Linked DNA regions of Mus musculus: region 2 is linked to region 1. Evidence: chromatin contacts called from public HiChIP or PLAC-seq data. All regions are on one chromosome and are shown on one strand. The core of a region is the stretch at or near the end of the contact, and the rest is flanking DNA. Distances in the headings are between cores, read along the strand shown. Region 1 holds the start of Morc4 (microrchidia 4). Region 2 holds the start of Psmd10 (proteasome (prosome, macropain) 26S subunit, non-ATPase, 10).

What was found. HiChIP or PLAC-seq counts read pairs in DNA pulled down with a chosen protein or histone mark.
Region 2: an H3K27ac HiChIP or PLAC-seq map of cardiomyocytes shows a contact between it and region 1, with 11 times the contacts expected there. The contact joins the promoter of Psmd10 here to the promoter of Morc4 in region 1. A contact is called at or near these places in 1 of 39 promoter capture datasets (hippocampal neurons) and 1 of 115 datasets of contacts at active chromatin or transcription factors (cardiomyocytes).

The regions. Positions count from the first base shown.
Region 1 is chrX:139,870,185-139,873,261 of GRCm38.p6, forward strand. It overlaps Morc4 (microrchidia 4), which reads right to left and starts at 1,470. Exons shown (of 17, transcript NM_001193309.1): 1 at 1,088-1,470; 2 at 886-958. The coding sequence starts at 1,189.
Region 2 is chrX:140,955,087-140,958,163 of GRCm38.p6, forward strand. It overlaps Psmd10 (proteasome (prosome, macropain) 26S subunit, non-ATPase, 10), which reads right to left and starts at 1,625. Exons shown (of 5, transcript NM_016883.4): 1 at 1,468-1,625. The coding sequence starts at 1,581. It overlaps Atg4a (autophagy related 4A, cysteine peptidase), which reads left to right and starts at 1,821. Exons shown (of 13, transcript NM_174875.5): 1 at 1,821-1,885. The coding sequence starts at 1,876.

The sequences.
Region 1 (3,077 bases), core at 220-2,719:
GCTCTGAAACCATTTTCAAGAGTCTTGTTCTGTGCTAACTAGCCATATAAATCTGTCTTCCTTCTTTCAGTTTTTGAAATATTTATAATGTGCTTGCTCTGCTGCATTTTGCGCAGAACTGCTTTTCATCTTTGCCTTTTGAACAGTACATTAGTGCAGAAGCGATGCACTCAGCTCTAAGGAATCAAGTGAATTTTTTTCCTTTTTTTTTTTTTTTTGAGCGAGCACCGGTGCACCCAGAGGTTAAGTCCTTAAGGCCTCCGTATTCATTCCAGCGGTGTGAGGGCGCTCGTGGACTACGGACCCAGCCCTCTGCAGTCTCCGGGAGCCAAATGCACTCGTGTCATCATCTAAGAGATGGCCCATCATTCCTAGACTTAAGTCTCTAAAGTTAAAGAAGTCATTTCCAGATCTTTCCAACTACTCTACAGGGCCCTCTGCACTGTTCCTTTGCCAGCCTGGGGCCCTCTGTCGGTCGCCAGCCTTGGTCAAATCCAGTCGCTTCGGGGCCCGATATTTTTATGCATTGCTCTTTGATTATTAACTAAGAATCCTAAAGTGACTGGAACATCACGATCCAGACAGAACAACAGCGCGGGAACCCTACCAAACTCTTAGTACACACCTCGCTTCCTCGGCTTTCCAGGCACGATCTAGTCCCGTCGCCCCCCTACCCCACCCCACCCCACCTCACCCTACCCCATCCCACCCCACCCTACCCTCCCTGTCCCCCTCCCTAAGAGATCACGGTGGCCGAGCTCCCCCAGCCCGTCCCGAGAGGACCCGCCCCACGCGCCTCGTGCATTCCTCTTGCGTCCACCGCACCACGCTGGCACCTCTGCCTCGGGCTTGCGACCCGCCACCCGGCCCGCCCTCGTCACTCACCTAGCAGCTCCGCGATGGCACTGAAGGGTCGCGTGTGGCTGCTGGAGTTGCTCTGGAGGTAGCGGGGGCTCATCTGGGGGCGAGAGAAGGTTCCGTCCCGCGTGAGGCCTCAGCTCGCCCAGCCCTCCCCGCGCGCCCCCCGCAGCCCTGGGACCCGGGCGCGCTCGCGCGAGTCCGTCCCCTCGGGGGCCCCCGGACCTACCGTGCTCAGGCGGATCCTGAAGGCCTGCGGGACGCTGCCCGCCCGGGCCAGTCCGCCTCCCGGCGTTCCGGGGCCCGCAGGGGCCCCTCGGTACAGGAGCATTTTTTTGGCCGCCAGGATACCGGTTTGCTGCTGCCGGACCCCTGGGCCGGCTGTCCCCGCACTAGATCGCGCTGTCCCCCGACTCGCAGCTGGCGGTGGCCGTCCCGGACTGGCCCTCTCTCGTTCCCACTCGCAGCTGGCAGAGGCGGGGCGCGCTGCAGCCACCTGTCCCCAGCGGGAGGGGTGAAGCCGGAGGAACCCAGCGTCTGCCCGCCCCGCCTTGTCAGCACCTCTCCTGACCCACCGACTGCCAGGGCTGCCCCTGGGCCGTACAGAAATATGGCGATCTCCTGACAGACGCTCCTCCATCCCCGCCCCTAATTAATTCTTGGCGTTTGCCATAGGCCAGGCGGCCGAGCGGGAAAGCGCGAGGGGAGGGGGGATGGCGGTGCGTGGGGAGGGGCGGGAATGTGGCAAGAGGAGGGAGAGCGTGCATGGGATTTCTGGAGTCCCACTTAGGCTTCATGACTAACAGGCAGGATAAGACAAGTCTTTGAATTTCGAAGGACTGCAGTTTTGCTATCTGGGAAGATAGGCTGGAGCTAAGGGGAATTATTCCCACTAGCTACTTCGAAAGCTTATGGAAGCACCAGGAACTTTCTAGAATGCAATTGGCAAACGGCCTACCGATCCTTCAAACCGGCAGGGAGACTTTATAGTAGGAGAAACTGAATTTACTCGCTGCAAATAGGGGGTTGGTTATGTTATAGGATGCGCATAAAGTAATATGCAGCTTTGTGTGTTTGTGCTCTTGGGGGCGCATCGTTTGCACACCACTGACATTTGAAGGCCTGGTGTCTCTGGGACTGCGGTTCCAAACTCACACAGCCATGCTTTTTCAACAGTCTTTAAAATTATTGCGCTTGCTTATTTTGTGTGATTGTGTGTCTGTGTGCACGTGTGGCGATCAGCACACAATTTGAGGGAGTTAAGTTCTCACCTTCCACCTTCTGTAAGTTTGGGGTTCTCAGGTCTTGTGACAAGCACCTTCATCCCTGAGCCATTTCCCTGCCCCTATATTCCACTTTTAAAGGGCATGCCTGCTGTGAGTCTACATTTACCTGTGCTGTGGAGTCATCATGTAGTGTTGACAGCAAACCCAGGTCCTGGAAGGGCACACTACGCAAGCACCCCTACCACCATTATCACTACTCCCAACCCTGTGAGCACTGGGGTTGCAGTCATTTTTATGTGGGTGCTGGGGATCTGAACTGGGGTTCTCAGACTTGTATGGCAAATGTTTTACCAACTGGGCCACTTCTCCAGACTCCTTTTTCTGTGTGTGTGTGCGCGCGCGCACGCAGGTGTATATGTGTTCTTATGGGTGGCGAGGTTTTCACGTGTCCATTTGTACATGGAAGCCAAAGGTCATCATCTTGTTTGTTGAGACAGGGTCTTTCAACAGCCTAGAAATCACTAAGTAAGCATGGGGTGATTAGCCAGCCAGCAATCTGCTTATTTCCGTCTCTCTCGGTGGTGGTGGTGGTGGTAAGGATTACAAAAGGACACTAACCCTGGCTTTTTCCTTTTTTTTTTTTTTTTTAAGAACACGAGGTCTGGGGATTGAACTTAGGTCCTTTTCCTTGCACAGCAAGCGCTTTCCCAACTGAGTGATTTGTTTTTGAGACACTCATTACCTAGCTCAGGCAGGCCTCTGGCTCTGTATCTTCCTTCCTCAGCATATGCTCAGACATCAGGGAGGGCCCCCACGCCCAGCATTACATTTATCTTCTGTTTGTAACGAAAACGTTTTTCAAAAACGTCCAGCTATAGATGCCTTATTGATGGGTAAAGTACCAGCCTTTAGTCCTTCCAGCAACTTAAGCTGCTGGCCACCTTCTACGGATGACTGCCTTACTCAACCACTTCCCAGTTTCCCTGTTATTAG
Region 2 (3,077 bases), core at 375-2,874, 1.1 Mb after region 1:
CGTGGGGAGGCCAGATGCAATGAATCCCCCTGCAGCTGGAGTTACAGGAAGTTGGGAAAAAAGGAAGGTATGTGTTCCTAACCACTGGGCCACCTCTGCAGTCCTGCCGAGGTTTCTTTAAAACAGAATCCTAAAGGCCATGACTGTTCACCTCTAATTATTTCAGCACCTAAAAAATAAAATCACTTTTGTAAAACAAACAAGCACAAGATCATTATTGGACCTTTTAAAGTGACATTCCTTAACTCTTTGTCATGGTGGTAATGCAAACCTTCCAGAACTTGGGAGGCTGGACAGGAGGATCTTCATTGGAAGGACAGCCTGGATTACATAGGGAGATCATATCTTAAATAACAACAAAAAATTTACATAAAGTAAAAAAAATTATCCCACTTAAAACCAATAGTCTCCTATAAGCCCATTTCCAGGTGGTTTACATCTGGATGCAAATAAAGTCTATAAATTAATTGCATTTGGTTGTTGTATTTAACTTCTTAATCCTGATTAGCAGTCTCTTTTATGTCACTGACTCCTTATTTTTAGTGGATTAAGTCTTAATACACGTTATTAAATTTAAACCACATCACCAGACCATCACAAAAGCAAACGCGGTGAACATAGGGGAATTCTACTGTTGAGTAATAAAGGAAAATTCCAGGACAAAAAAAAGCAGTCTCTCCGATTTCTCTTCTAAAAGAGACAACATGGAAGTTCTGAAGTATGATGTACTGTCTTACTAATGTTTAACACTTGCCTCTCAACACAGAAGGCAACCTATGATTTGGAAAGTCACAATAAAAACCTGAGACTTAGTTGATCTGAACAGAAATACTTCCCAATGTCCATTCTCTTTTGTTTGCCACAGTTCACTCGCCCCACATGGAACCCCATTCTTTCTTCACAGTGTAAATCACCTCCCCTTCTATACAAAGCCCTTCCCAACTATTCCTATCATGTCTTCTCCTTCTATGTTCTGAAATGATGTAAACTTCTTTCTGGGGGATTTAAAATATGTAATAAGACATGTACCGTTATTTCATTTATGCCTGTTTTTTTCCGACTTGACTGAAATTCCCAGCTCCTCTCAAACTTCCTGACATACACACAAAGGGCATTTGGTTACTCGTGGGCCACTGACTGGGATTACAACTAAAGAAAAATCCACCTAACAAGCTTTTTTCACAGATCTCCATCGCGCTGTCTCTTAACTCTGGAAATTTCTGAGAAAAGCGGTGGGTGTTCTAGAAATATATGAAATTCAGCAAGCTTAGCTTCCCCTCCCCACCCTGTCCCAAAGTCTCTGAGGGGTTACAGTTGGACCAGGAGTCGTGTTTTAACCCAAGGCTACTAGAGGGAGGAGTGGGCGGGAGGAGCGCAGAAGTGGCCTCACACCAAGTTAGGACCCGGAAGCCATGTAGGGCTTCGTTGACACCCGCTGCTAGGCGACAAGCCCTCGGGCTGGTTTACCTGATCAGTTCTAGTAGCCAGAGATTTATCAGCCAAAATGCGCTCCTTCAACTCATCCAGCTTCCCACTGTAGGCCAGGTTACAGATCATTATGTTAGACACACACCCCTCCATTTCGCCTTCCCAAGACCTCCGTGAAACTCAAGCCCCGCCCACTCGCATTTCCTGTTCCGGCGACCAATCAAAGTACTAGAAATTCTCCAATCACTGATCTTTGTTTTCCTTGTAGCCCCGCCCATAGCCTGGAGCTTCTGGGAGTTGCAGTTTGAAAGCAGATCCAGGCCTGGAGGCGTCTTTGGAAGTCACTCAGTTCCGGGTCCTAGCAAAGTGGAACTACAAGTCCCAGAATCCTTAGAGAAAGCCGTAGTCAAGTTGCCGGTGGAATTGGCCCAGGATGACAGCTGGAGAATGGAGTCAGGTAATGGGAGCGGCTTCTGGTAGTACTGTGTGAAAAAGCTAGGGTGGGTGGTCTTTGGTGGGCCAGTAAGTTGGCCACATGAAATGAAAACTGTAGCAGCGCAAGAGAGTTCTGGGATCCTACAGATCTTGTCCCTCGGGGCCCTCACTTGCAGTGGCAGGCGGAAGGGACAGAGTTGGAGCAGAGTACTACCTCTGAGCTTGAACCATTGACTGTAGCTACCCTCCCCCTCCCTACCACTGTTTAAGGAGTGGAAAGAAGCACAGGCTAGTTACTCTGGCATTTCTCCGGAGTGGCATCAGAGTAAGGCTCTGCTACAACACAGGTTATACATTACACCATACAGAGGTGATGTGCCAGAATGATGCTAAAGACAGGGTGTGATGCCATAGGAGCCACTAGATACCTAAGAGACCTCAGTGAGTAACAGCGGTCACCTTAGGGATATCAGGGTATATGATGTTGTCACTTTAATAACATGGTAATGGCAATTACCATCGAGACTTTGCTAGATTGCTAAGCTAACAATGTGGATTTTTTTTTAAAGGTGAATTTCCAAATAGTGCTGCAGCAGAAGAGATGCAAGGCTTATCTTTTATAGAAAATATCAAAAAAGACATTAGAAAAATGTTAAAGATATATTTTTTAAAGTGACTGATGAAGTTTGTCTCCTTTGTTATGGTATAGAACAGGGCTTAGCAAACTTTTTATATAACGCCAGATCATAGTTATTTTAAGCTTTGCAGGACAGATGATAAAACCAACTCGAGAACACAAGTTATGACAAATGTTAATTGATGAAATTCGGGATATAATAATAGTGGAGTATGTGTTTATATAATGCTTTTAGCTTTTTAAAATTTTGTGTGAGTGTGTTTTCTGCCTGCATGTGTGTCTGTACACCGTGTGAATGTTGGATCCTCTGAGATCTGAGTTAGACAGTGTGAGTTGCCATGTGTGTACTGAGAATTGAACTCAGGTCTTCTGGAAGAGCAACCAGTGCTCTTAAACCCTGAGCCATCTTTCCAGACCCCAGTGAAATTTATTTTTAACACAGAAATACTAAGAGAACGGAATTCTTTGAGGGAAGTACTGTTTGCTTAGCTGATGTTTAAAGTTGCTATTTTCTATCATTAAAATTTATTCCAAATGTTCTTTTTAATCTTTAGAAAACTCTTTGAAAATATGTTTT